2 separate regions of the Mus musculus genome follow, and region 2 is linked to region 1. A link is a contact called in public promoter capture Hi-C data. All regions are on one chromosome and are shown on one strand. Each heading gives the region's core, a stretch centred on a gene start, on an enhancer-like site or on the middle of the called end of the contact. The rest is flanking DNA. Distances are from core to core; before and after follow the strand shown.

Region 1 (7,440 bases), core at 4,048-6,547:
GAAAAGTAGCAAGTCTATAAGATCGGTACATATAGGGGTAGGATCTTATGCACATGTTCTTTTTTCTTAACATGTTGTTAACATGTTCTTAACATTCTTTGATAAACATGCACATTTACACAGTGTACTTAGAGCACATCCACCCCCATTACTTCCCTCTGAGTTCCCCTAGTTCCCCCAACCCATCTTCCTCACAAGTTCATGTCCTTTGGCTTTTGTTTTTCTAAGCACGTGTTCTTGATGGATGCTCTCAAGGGATATATATACTCAGGCTAGGTTGAGAAACAATGAGAACTACCCACTGCCTTAGAGTCTATCAGCAGATAGCCTTCCTGGACAAACTGAGACAGGTCGATCATAAAGCTGAAATATTTAAGCATGGTAGAGTCTTTATAAGCCTTCCTATGCATCCTTTTGTGGAAGAAGAAGGTAAGGGTTACTTAAAGTGTAACCTGTTCTAAACACAGATGTTAAGAAACACGAATTTCCAAAGTGGACATTTGGAAAACATTGAAAAGAGAAACCAAAGAAACTGAACATAAATGTAAACGCATTGATTTAAAATGCTCAAAAACTCTCAGCCAGGATCCTGAGAACTCAGAGACAGTGCCAAGCAAATCTTGATATATATTTGGACTTCAAAGAAAACTCAATCCTTCCAGCCCAAAGACGAGACTCACATCTCTATGACTCTTTTCTGATATGGTGCATTTCTTTGTCTTGTACAAAATTATGTAATAACTTTACTTGAGTAAATCAAGTATCCTAGACTAAAATTTTCATTTGTATCTCTGTTTATTATAAATGGGGCACGCTCTGTGCCTATGGGACGTGTGCAGAAGAAGGTAAATTAGACGTCTCCTTACTTCTTAGATTATGCACTTGCACGTGTGTGTCTTGAGGTCTACTTGTTGCAGATAGGCCATTCCTTGAAATGTTGGAGCTCTGAGTCTTAAAAGCAGGAAGGTTTTCTTGTACTTTTTAGAGAAGTAGCAGGCCATAATGAAGGGATCTGGACTTCTAAGGTCCTGCCTGAGGTTGGATCATAAACTCCATTATTTACCTAACAATGTGGTCTCCGGCCTCAGAATTCCACCCAGTAGGTATGGAATGCTCATGCCTATATTATATGGTCATTTAAACTTGAACAAAGAACACAGATGAGTTCCTCCTGCACGGAGAATCAGAATTTCTGTCGGTGTGGTTCTTCCTCGTGCAGCTGTTTCTTCTCACCAGTGTCTTACAGACTAACCCTTGAGTGGGAGACAGTGTACATTGAAAAAGGTCATGGGATTAGAGTCAAAAATACATAATGAAGAGTTGAGTTTTCACCTCTCCGTACTCCAGAACATTCTGCACTGTGACTACAGTCTGGAAGGCTTTAGGGTAGACGAATAGCTATGTAATCACCCAGCATATAGCATCTGGGTATGTCACACCAGAATTTCCAGAGCCAAAATCCTTACTTTATATTCTTTTGGAATGATTATGCCGCTTTTCACACATCAATCGTGTGTGTGTGTGTGTGTGTGTGTGTGTGTGTGTGTGTGTGTGTCAGCATTTATGTAGGGGCCAGAAGACAACCTTGGTGGCATTTTTCAAGTGCCACACACCAAGGATCCTTCCACTTCTATCTCCCCAGTACTGGATTTACAAGTGTGCACCCACATGCCCAGCTTTTGTCTAAGGCTTCTAGGAAACTGAGCTTAGGTCTTTGTGTCTGCATGGACAGTACTTTACTGGCTAAGCTATCACCCCCAGCCCTGAATCATTAATTTGTAAAACATCACTCCTATGTGGACACTCCAGGGAAGGAGAGAGGGAAAAACAGAGAAAATGAGACTCCTTTCTCAAAAGACCTGAGTGTTAAATGGTAATGCATGAGCCTGTGATTTTAACAGGTGACATTAGTCTCAGAGCTCATAGAGCAGATCTTCCTTTCACAGCCACTGTGACCTCCCACCACTTGGGCCCCTTGATCAAGGGTGCTGCGATTCCATATGCGTGTTAAGAGGTCACTGAGGGGAGCTATGACAAAAGACTCTAAATACGGCAGTCTCACCTCAGACTTTACTATTTAGAGAGGCCCCTCCTCACCTGCCCCATTCATCACTCCTGGTGAAGTCTGTTTGTTTAGCCGGAAGTGTGGGAACACCAGTGAGACTCCAACCTTGCACACGGGTGGCTGGAACGGTGCCAGTGATATTTTTATATTATCTAACCAACTGCCAGCTCTTAAGAAATACTTCCTCGGGCCATTTTAACAATGACATCGTCTGCTATCCTTAGAAGTTGTCATGGCTCTGTGAATCTTATCCTGAAGGAAAGGTAGAATGGGAAAAGGAGGAAGAAAGGAAGGAAGGAAGGAAGAAGGAAGGAAGGAAGGAAGGAAGGAAGAAAGGAAGGAAGGAAGGAAGGAAGAGTTAAAACAACCAAATTAGTTTTGGTGGTGAGGTGGAAGGAACTTCTAGAATATCTAACTGTGTGGTGGGGTATCATACATTTTCTCGTCAGGTCATGCAAACACGCAATTTTGAACATTCTCCGTGGAATCACAAATAGGATGAAGATTCGGCAAGTGTAGGAGGCAGCCCTCTCCCCTGAAGCCAAGTGTACCTGGGGCATCATTGAGGCTAAACGCGATGCGAACTGGCTTATCTGCAGGTACCCGGGCTGTGCTGATCATGTGGGCACCTGAGGCCCGGCCTTCTCCTGGGTCTTCCAGCTGCAAGGACACAAGATAGCCATTGTCAGTTTACCCAGCATCACACCCCTACACTCCAGAGACTCTCGGAAAAAAAGAAGGGAGATTTAGTAAGTTGCCTTTCCCCACATTGTAAGTACATAGCCGGTCCATTTTAATTTTTTTTTCTCTTCTGCAAAAAAAAAAAAAAAAAAAAAAAAAAAAAAAAAAAAAATTACTTCGGTAACAGACATTCAGAATAAATGAGACATGGTTTAAAAATTCTTATTTCATAGTTTCAATATTGCATTCCATTGATCAGTTGAATTTTGGTTTTGAGGGTCGCCTATTATTTTTAATTGGGGACAATATTAAAATGATACAGTCTTAGTAGACTGTCAGATGGCCTCAGACTAAGCTGCTTTTCCATGCCTAGGGGCTGGGGAGAGAGTCCAGCCAGTAATATGCTTGCCATGCAGCAGAAGGATCTGAGCTCAATTCTCCTGTAAAAATCTGGGGGCATGGCAGTATGAGCTTGTGACCTCAGTAATGGAGAGATAGAGACAAGCGGATCTCTGAGGCCCCTGGGACAACTAGCCTGGCCTAACTGGCAGCAAGCCCCACTAACTAGTGAAAGACCCGGCCTCAACGAACAAGGAAGACCAAACCAGAGGCATAACTCCAAAGGTTGGCCTGTGGCTTCCATGTGCATGTGCACACCTGCACGTCCGTGCAGACACGCAAGCACACACACAAAGCCTAAATTAAATACGATAGGTTGTTTGGGAGGTAGTAAAGGACGAATATTATCTAAGGTAAACCCAAACCATTTTACACCACATTATATTTGTAGTAGGAAAATTACATTCTTAACTATCTGATGACCTAGAAATCTATCAAACACTTATGCCCAAGGTTTCACCGCTTAACAGCAGGCTAGAACCCAAAACAAAACTTGGCCATAGGGCACACAGCTATAATTACCAGCATGTATGGAAGGGAGCAAGATCAGCTGATCCAAGGTAATATTTACTAAATCGTGAGTTCAAAGCCAGCTTGGGCTACATGAAGCCCTCCTTTAAACAAACAAACACCCAAAGGCATCCCATGAGTGTGTGGCTCTATTTATTAAATTATTATTATTTAGTTAATAAACTTAGAGACAATATGTGGAAAACATCCCATATTAACATTTCTATTTTTGGTCATGCCTCTTCTAAACTCTCTCCTTCCTATTCATCTCATGTAGGCAGAAACCCAAAAAAAACCTGCATGATATTTTAAGGAAAATGTCTCCAAAAATGGCAAAATATAAATACTGTCTTTAGCCATCCTTGGCAGGGTCCTGGGAACTGCGGTAGCAGAATATTTTCTCATGGTCAGGTTTTTTTTTTCTCTTTCCCATAGCTTTTCTGTGTCTAAAAATAGTATCCAGAACACTGGGGTTTGTTTTTACAATTACTTGTGTGGGCAAGTTCAGGGCCTACATTTGTATATGTGCATTCAGATGTAGATACATTGTGAACCATCTGAGGTACCATCCTGAAAGAAAACGGGCCTCTATTAGCCATCCAGCAAAGCTTAAAAGCACAGCAAATGTTTATGAGCCACTTAGAATTCTGTTGCGCCCAAGTTACTCCTCACAATAGCTCTGGGCCCTGGACATTCTACACACCATGACAACATAACTTTATGTTACAAAAGGACAGAATCCTGAAATGGCTATGACTTAACACGGGACTTCTTGCTTTTCAAAAAAAAAAAAAACAAAAAAAACAAAACCAACCCTCTGGCACATTTGTGTGTAGTTTCTTCTGCTTGGTATCAGTATTCTCGGAACCACCTGTTTCTGAGGAAAGAGCACAGATGGTCTCAAGTTGAACAAAACAAGCAGAAGCTCCGAGAGTTGTAGCCGAGAGGGAAAGTCTTACTTCTGGGAGACCTATAGTGCGCAGTCTGCCTGAGTGTGACTTCTAGGGATGGGAAGCTCGCGCCTCTTCAGGTGCACACATCCCTTTCCACTTTCCCGCATCAACAAATGAAGCACAGGAGACGGGAATCTGCCTCTTGGGTTTACTAAACCTCTGCTCTGGCTTCCAGCTAGAGGAATGAAATCGATCAACACAGCTAAGGGCAAGACAACAGAAAATATCTGCCTGTCTGTCTTGAAAAGGGTGATGTCCAGATCCGGTAGATTTTGAGTGCCACACAGCATCCACAACTTGCCTTTCCATCGCACCTCCCCGGGGAAAGCAGCTGCTGGGTCCTTCTCCGGCCACTGTAACGGAGCCTCAGTTAAGTTGCCCGTGCTCAGAGCGGTTAGCTGGGTTTCACACCTGCTGCCTTACCTCACTTAGTTGAGAGTCTGCGCTTGTGTAATCCAGGGCCAGCCACTGCCTTGGCCAGTCGTTGAGTTTGTGCAGTCAAGACTCAGCGAGAGAGCAGTCTGCACCTGCTGCATAGCAGCCACCGACACTCTGAGGAGCAGAGACAGCTGCCCAGGCTGCACACTACCTGCTCTGCCCCGGACCCCACTGTCCCATCCCACGGGACCTCCCTGTTCCGCTTCCTCGCATAGCCCCTCTCTCCTTTCCTTGCCACTCCGACAGCCAGGATGTTGTCATGTTTCTAGAAAAAGCAAGAGCAAAAGAAAAACCCTCCTCCTGTCAGAAGCATTGATAAACAGCAAGCTGTAGAGCGTCCAAATGTTTTAATTCATTAGTCCTGGCAAACCTAAAATACAAACAGACTTGCTTCACAAGACAGGAATGTCTTCGTGGTGACCCAATCCGTGTCTGCGTCTATTCCAGCGAACTGGCAAAGATAGCATGACTCTAGTCAGCAAAAATGTCAGCTCAGCTAGACCCAGCCAACTTGGACAGGCCACTGGCTGCCTCTTGGAACGTAGCAGTGATGATCCCATTAAGAAGGTGAGGTTTGAGGTTGAGCTGGTCCTGAGCTTGATGGCTTGATCCGCTCTACCACGGCAGTCGCTCACCAAAGGGGTCAGTGGTCAACCGGGAACATCGGGATCCCTTCGACTTCTCTTCACAGTCGTTAAACTTGGATGCCTTGGGTATTTAAAAATAACTGAACCATGACGTTAAGGTTAAAGAGTTAAACATAAATAACGTTAAGAGAATGCAAAGACAAAGCCACAAACTGAAAGGAGATATTTGCGAAATGCACAGGGGAATCCGAAATATGGGAAGAAAACTTAAAACTGGACAGAGGGGAAACAGTCCAGTCGGGGAGTGAGGAGGAGGAAGGGGGAGAGGTCGAGAGTTCTCAACAGACACTTTTCAGCAAAGGTAAACAGATAGCCAGTAAACCTATGGAAAGATGGTTGGCTTTCATGTCAGTAGAGAGCCACAGACAGAAATAATGGGGCATTGCCTGGCACCCGTTCCCAGGGCTCACATCCCAACACAAGCGATGAAGTACATATGGAGAAGAATGCTAGCTCTCCCTCACTTCTAGTGGGAATACAAAAGGATAAAAGAACCTTAGAATACAATTTGATCATTTCTTACTAAACCAAACATATTTTTATCATGTGATCCATCAATGGCAGGCTGTTCCATGGTCTAGCATCCAGGTTCACATGACAATCCTGGGTGATACACTCAGCCTCAAAGAAGTCAAAGTAGTGCATCATTTATGTGCTGAATGCAAGTCAGTAATTGTGTCTTGCATTTTAAATGCCATCCAAAGGCCTATGCATGGAAGGTTTGCTCTGCTGTCCACAGCATGACTTTGAAGTGATGGAAACTTTGGGGTGAGGGGGGTCCCACTTAGGTGACTGGAGGTATGCCTTTAAAGATATTAGCGTCCAGCCCCCTCCTCTTACTCTCTCTTTGCTCTCTGGATGTATTGATGGGTACAGTTTTCTTACATCACGTGCTCCATGATAAATTGCCTCACCACGGGCCCAAAGGCAATGGGACCAAGTGTAGCCTTTGAAGCCATGAGAGACCAAATTCATCTTTCAGACTTACAAGTTTACTTTCTTAAGTCCTTCGCCAAAACAATGAAAAGGAAGGCAATACCATATCTTTAGGGACTCCCACATCAGGCCCCTAGGCCTGCCTTGAGAGGGGCTGGTGGTGACACTGATGTTGCTACAGTTATCAGTAACTGCTAGCATCTGGAGTTAGGGATGAAAAACAGACCTTTCTTAAAGTGACAGTTCATATTAAATACATGGAACGCATCTCCTTCTGTGATCATGTACCTGACAGAGGCATCATCTCTGTATCCCAGACTCATGTCAGTAATCCTGGGGGCTTCCCAGGACACGGGCTATAACACTCATGGCTGCCCCTTCCAAGATCAAAGATGCCTGAGAGAGAGAGAGAGAGAGAGAGAGAGAGAGGTGTCTGCCAGATGCTACAGTGGAAAAGACTTCAACAAAGGATAATTTGACAACACTGAGTAAAGCATAAATTTTAAAATGTCTCATTTTTCTTACTTAGATAGTCTAAATATGCTCTGTCTGAGCCTGATGCTATAAATTGAAATGTTTCCAACCTTAATATCTACTAACTCTTCTGTCACCTTAGGAATGATGGTGCACGTATGGGCTCGTTACTCAAAACACATTCAAGCAACCAATAGGAAACACAAATGAAGTCAAGTCCCACAACTGAAACCCAAAATAACCCAGATGGCACTTTAGGAATGCAAAAATATATATATAGAAATTCAATCCGGAAAGGATATATGTGCACATGAAAATATTAACACATCAACCGTAT
Region 2 (6,614 bases), core at 1,620-4,119, 1.2 Mb before region 1:
ATAGGTTTTCTTCTAGATGGCATGACTTTATCATTAGCTATGACCAATTGGCTAGGTTTACAGTCCCAAGAGTGAATTCCCTCCTAATGAACAGAATTAATTTAAACCCAAGAATAAATGTATAATATACAAGCATATGTGTATACATACAGAAATAATTTAAATGAAGTTGTAGTAATAGTGTTCTTTCCCAGAGCCATCTGCCAACAAACTCTCCAGTCCAAGCATGGTAAATCTTCTTTTGAGTTGTTAAAGAAGTACACGAGAACACTCCTGAAAAATAGGCTACTATCATTACTTTTGTGTGCCCTCCTACATTTTGTAGGGTCCTCCTAAATTTCATAGGGTGACCTTGTGTTTTCAATTGTTTTGGGGAGCCCTCAGTTCCTGGCTAGATGAATATGTAAATGCCACTTCTTCACCTGCCTTTAAGAGAAAAGAAACAGGTCCTGAAGACAAAGACCTTCCCCAGCTTGCTAGCTGAGTAATGAACGCTGCTTTTGTGCATAGCAGTTAAAAGCACCAACTGCTCTTCCAAAGGTCCTGAGTTCAATTCCCAGCAACCAAATGGTGGCTCACAACCATCTGCAATTGGGGTCTGATGCCCTCTTCTGGTGAGTCTCAAGAGAGCAATGGTGAATACATAAGATAAATAAAATAAAATAAAATAAAATAAAATAGGAAAAAGAAAGAAAAAAGAAAAAAAGGAAAGGAAAGGAAAGAGAGAGGGGGAGAGAGAGAGAGAGAGAGAGAGAGAGAGAGAGAGAGAGAGAACTAGGGAGGAGCTGGGACAGAACTTTAGGGAAGTTGAGATGCAGGCAGAGGGAGGGAGACACTGGAGGCAGCAGAAGAGAGACTGGACTGAGCTAGGAAGCAAGTAGTGAGAACCATATGGAATGACAGAATGACAGACAAACTGGGTTGTGTAATATGTGTGAGAGCAATCTTTTCATGTTGTACATGTGGGTGAGCTCTTTCAGGATTTCTGAGTCTGTCTTATATCCTATAACATACCTATGTCTCTTTTACTCCATATTCTCTCAAAAATACCATCTCATCATTTTAACAGCTAATATTTGAATGTGGGTAGGTATCACATTTTTATACAGTCTTTTATCAGTATATTATTCTACTTCTAGTATATTGCTAAATCATATCCAGTTCTTTTCCTAACATTTTGGAAAATCTGTACTATTCTTCATAACTAATGTAGTCATTTTCATTTCTTCTGTGTTTCTTTTCCAGATAACTGGCAGAACAATGTATGGGGAAGATTCACAGGCACTCACCATTTCATAGGATTACAAGTCCAACATAGGGAACCAGAGCAGAGTGGCTCTACCTGTGATGCTATAAGTATGAGATGGTGAGAATTCAGAGCATGGAAGACAAGGAAATATAGACCGCTGAGTCCACACTACTTCATGAGTATCACTTTGATGTAGGCCTAAACTTAATAAAGGTTATACAGCCTCCTAAGGAGATTATCATGTTAAACTGGCACTCAAGACATGAGTCCATAAGAGACATTACAATGAAAACATTTATTGTCAGTGCACAAGGGACCCCATAGCCATAAAATCTAAAGATATTTTATCTTTTGCTGTCTTACATAACTTAGGTAGACCAGTTGGCATAGACCTGAGAATCCACTACTAATAGAAATCAATTCATTTTTTACATCTGGGATTTCATTAATAGAATCTATACTTGATTTTTTTTTTGGTTTTGGTTTTGGTTTCGGTTTTTCGAGACAGGGTTTCTCTGTGTATTCCTGGCTATCCTGGAACTTACTTTGTAGACCAGGCTGGCCTCAAACTCAGAAATCCACCTGCCTCTGCCTCCTGAGTGCTGGGATTAAAGGTGATGTTCTTAAGTAAGAAAACTAACTGAGACATATAAGGTATTTATCCAGTACACAACTTAATAGAACTTCAAAACCTGAATCTCTATGCATGTTGCTCATTTAATGCTAATCAATTTCGTGTTTCACAACCACAAAAGCAAGCATATGATAAATAACTAACAAAAGCAAGCATAGATAAATATCAAATCAGTATATTCATTAGCTTGAAATTTTAGTATTCATAAATTTGGGAAGAAATTCAGCACTGTAAACTTCATTTGCAATGCAGGCTTTATTTTTGAGTTAAGAGATTAATTACAAAGTTCTCAAAGGAAACCCACCAGCCAATATCTGAGGTTAGAGAGAAAGTGAAGAATTGGCAATCAGGGAATGAGAGAACAATTCTTCCCAGCCCAAGGAAGACAACAAAGGCCAGGGAACCAGGGGAGGATGATAATGGTCAACAAGACTGGAAGTTACAAAGAAGATCAATAGAATCCAGATCCAGTGCCACAGCTTGGTCTGTAGCAAGGAGACTGACAGGTTCTATAGGGCACATAGGATGGGTGGCAGAATCCAGATCCATAGCCCAGAGAAGAGACCCTTTGTGGTCTAAAGCCACTGGACCCACAGTTCAGAGAGTAAGAGCTTCTAGACCCATAACCCTGAGAGTGGCAGCTGCTGGATCCAAAGCTCTGAGAGCCAGCATATGTGGTTCTGCAGGGACTGCAGACACTGGAGACTCTGGGGCTGTAGCAGGGCCGCTGGCAGGAGCTGTGTACCACATGGGAAGTCTGGCATCTGATGGGCTGGAAGCAGTTCTGCTGACAGCCACTGTGGAGAGAGGAGCCCAGATGGCAGGTTCCTGGGGAGTAGAAGCGAGTGCTCTGGAGTAGGTGACTGGGGTAGGAAGAGCCACAAGAGGAGTGAGGGTAGCTCAGGTGATCTCCACTGGAGCGGGAAGAGAAGTTTCCAGAATAGCAGCCGTAGGACATGTTGATGGCAGGTGTAAGTTGAGCAGAGTACAAGAGAAGATTCTGAGTTTGTAAATCACTCCTTACCTGGGAACTTTATATACTCTCAGCAATGGGTGTGGCTTCTTATACAACCATTGTTTCCATATGTGGGCTCCCTCATCTGCATGCCTGGACCTCAGTAATTTTCTATATAATTGCAGTTAACTAACTCCTTTAATCTTTCGTTTAAGGGAGAACTCATTTTTTATATGTCTGAGTCAATGAAATGTATTTATGCTACAAATGCTATGACTATTTAATTAGTGCCTCTGCCATTATGGTCAGGAAATCCCCCACTGTTCACTGTCTATGACGTGTATGTGTTCTTGTTTGGGTAGGGGAATTACTCTCAGAGATGACAAAGTCTTTATCCTCAATTGGTCATTGAATAAAAGGCAAAATCTTGCATTGACAAGAAGCCATATCAGATGGCTCCAGTATCAAAGCATTGATTCACACTCTGCAGTATAATGTTCCAATTTTTAATACATTATTATCAATGGTTATTATGTCCAATCTATAAGAGCTACATAAATGCAAGCCAAAAAAATGGGACATTGTACAAAAATCATTCTAGTCTTGAACACATATGTATAAAAATGATTATTTAGAATAATGAAATCAAAACAATATGGGGCCATTAAGGGACATTTAGTGTACAAAAATCAATGGCACCAGAAGGAATGGTATTGTGGATATATTTTTTCATTTAATGTACTGGTTCATAGTCTCCTCTTAGTTCAAATTCATCTAGAGTTTCCTTCCCAACTCATATCACTAACCATCATTTCAATGTGATGAATGGTTTCAGAGCTTATCCTATCCAATCTACCTGTCCATGCTTGGTTGCAGCTTTCTTACCAGAGGGAGTTCCAGAGTTTGTGAATATTGAAGAGGATATTTTTGTGAGTCACCATTATCAGAACAACATATCATAAATGAGAATGTATCTGAGTATGAATGTTAATAATTTAGAATGAAAATCATAGCAAAATGTTAAACTTGGAAAGTTCAAAAAACCAACACATAGTACAAAACCAGGATGTGATGCCGCCTTCCTCTTTGAGCATTTGGATGTTTCCCTGACCTGAATGGATCATCACCTCTATAGACAGGAGTGGAGTTTTTTACATGCTTTTCTGTAGAGGGTGAAAATAATATTTTTCCTTTATAAATCTGGCAAGTATTTGAGATGAGAGAACTAGCTCCTTTCAATATCACTATTTATTGTTGAGAATATCTCAGCTTTATGCTTCTTCCCACTTCTTCTCGGTTGGTGCTCCAAGTCAAGGACCATGTTCCTCCCAGTCAGGTGTCCCTCTCCACATTCCTACCCAGGCTACAAGCTGTGGCTGTTGCTAGTTATGTGGGACTCCACAGCAAATGGCTGTGAGCCTTAGAGTTTAGGGCCTGTGGAAGTTGCTGATAAAAAAAAAAAAAAAAAAAAAAAAAAAAAGACTCTTCCCAGACCCAGGCAAAAGTAGAAATGTAAAAGAGCTCACGCCAGTCTCTCTGGGGTCAGCACTCTGGCCAAGACTTTGTAGAATCCATAGGATTGATAGTTTATCACTTCCCCACATGCCACAGGATTTGCATGCATTCTACCCATACACATGTAGAAACTTTAGTTTCTTTCCTGTTTTGGATCCTGAAACAATTGAGGAAAGATGTTCTAGAGAAAACTTTGCCCTGTATAGCACCTCCACCAATGAACTTACACTAATTCCTGGGTTTGAATCTAAGACCAACAAATTCTAATTTTCTCTTATATATTTTTCTCCTTTAAAATGTCTCCTGGCCATTCCTCCTCTCTGCACTTATAGATAACTCTACTGCTGTTCCAAGTGTCATTATTTTCTTGAAGAATCATTGCAGGATTGCTGTTTATATAGGAGAATTTTATCGCCCAGCCGGTAGCAGAGCACCTTCAGTGATTCAACTTTTAGTTTAATGTTCTTGCACAGTCATCAGTTGGATGCTTTGGGAATGTGTTTGGTACCTGTAGTGCAAGAAGCCCTCTGAACCTGCTCATGGACTGTGGACGGCCACCCATAGCTCCCAAGCTACGAAGCTGTGGTTTCTGCTTCATCTTCCTAGAACACTGGAAAAGGTCAGAAAAGATAAAGCCTTGAATCCAGCACTTCATGATTTGATTCTGACTTGTGGAAGATACCAGCTCTAGGTTTGTGAATTGTTGTCATGAGACAATGAAGGGACTCACATTCAGTCACATCTCCTTCCCAAGACCTTTGTGGCAAAGTCTCCTTTCAGGGCTCAACTGTGTTAGTGATTATCTTGTTATACATTTCTGTTGTCCCTTTTCTTGACATTCCCTCTCATTAATTCCACATGAAAACATGAAACAATAAAATACTTGAAAGAGTCATCAGGACTTTTTAATATAACTAGACTTCCTGGCAATTCAGAATAAAGACAGTGATGTAATCCACCAAAGGTCAAACAGGTGATATGAGTGTTTAAAATGAACAATGTCAAGGCTTCTGTCACTGAATGATAAATTCAATTGGTGAAAATATAATAGGATTAAGTGTCAGATGCTGAAACTACCAGTGCCCTTTCTGTAAGAGTATGTTTAATTGAAATTTCTTTAAAAGCATCACTTCATGGTTTGGATGACAAGGAACTTCTCAGGCATCCAATATCTAACTTCTATGTTTTAAAAAGTTTATCTAATTCTTTAAATACCTTTCTTTGGGCTCCTGGTAACTGGGGTAAATATCTTAGTCCGTTTACTACTAGAAGCAGAGTTTTGTTTTTCAAATCAGAACCTCCTAAAATCTTTCTGAAAGCAGACATCTTGTCGAACCTGCAGTAAGTTTTCAATCACTGGAGGCAAACTCAGTGGTAATCAAATTCATCAAGTCAGAACATTTTCCCATCATGGCACAACATTGTGATGACCTTCTCAGGCATATACTAGGGTCCCTTTCATCCTCACATATCTCTTGCCCTTCCCATTTCAATGTGATGGGACCACAAGAGCACAGTCAAATTCTACATCAAATCCAGACCACACAATCATTTCCTTTTACATGTAGGTCCTGTGGGCTATTTATCAAACTTCAAATTATGTACCAATACTTAAAAGCTAAAAAGACACAGATGATATATGGACTTCCAGTTTTTTAGAAAACATGCTAACCAGATGCTGTCTTGCATGGTTGTCTGGACCTGTGCCTAAGCTTGAGGGTGTGTGCCTCTTTAGTCCTGACCACTAATGCGCATACTTCACAGATCCCAGATCATATCCCATTCATTGTTAGTCACCATGTTTATTAGCATCCCTGTCATTAGTAAGAGAATGAGCAACAGAACTAAGGAGCTTTGTGTTTGGTAAAAAAGAAAAAGAAAGAAAGAAAGGAAGAAAGAAAGAAAGAAAGGAAGGAAGGAAGGAAGGAAGGAAGGAAGGAAGAAAGAAAGAAAGAAAGAAAGAAAGAAAGAAAGAAAGAAAGAAAAGAAGAAAGAAAGACAGAAATTAAGAAAGTGACCAAAAAGAAACAAATACTTCTTTCTTCATCTTCCATGAATTAAAAAAAAAAAAAGTCTGTATTGGTGATTAGACTAGGAAACACCAACTTTGAAATCAATTATCTGTCCTTATCACTTGTACTTACAAATTGTTTCTTAGACAGTTAACTGATTGAAGTTAGGGACATTGACTTCAAATGCTTTATAAACCTGTAGAATCTGAGTTGGACAAATATTTGGGTCAATAGAGGTCTTACTACTGA

What was found. Promoter capture Hi-C pulls out the DNA fragments that hold promoters and counts their contacts.
Region 2: a contact with region 1 is called in a promoter capture Hi-C map of hippocampal neurons, with 2.7 times the contacts expected there. The contact joins the promoter of Krtap13-1 here to the promoter of Map3k7cl in region 1. A contact is called at or near these places in 2 of 39 promoter capture datasets (the 3T3-L1 cell line and hippocampal neurons).

Annotation. Positions count from the first base shown.
Region 1 is chr16:87,551,187-87,558,626 of GRCm38.p6, reverse strand. Map3k7cl (Map3k7 C-terminal like) reads right to left here and starts at 5,297. Exons shown (of 5, transcript NM_144854.2): 1 at 5,032-5,297; 2 at 2,617-2,725. The coding sequence starts at 2,686.
Region 2 is chr16:88,725,117-88,731,730 of GRCm38.p6, reverse strand. It overlaps Krtap13-1 (keratin associated protein 13-1), which reads right to left and starts at 2,869. Exons shown (of 1, transcript NM_183189.1): 1 at 2,120-2,869. The coding sequence starts at 2,841. The coding sequence ends at 2,335.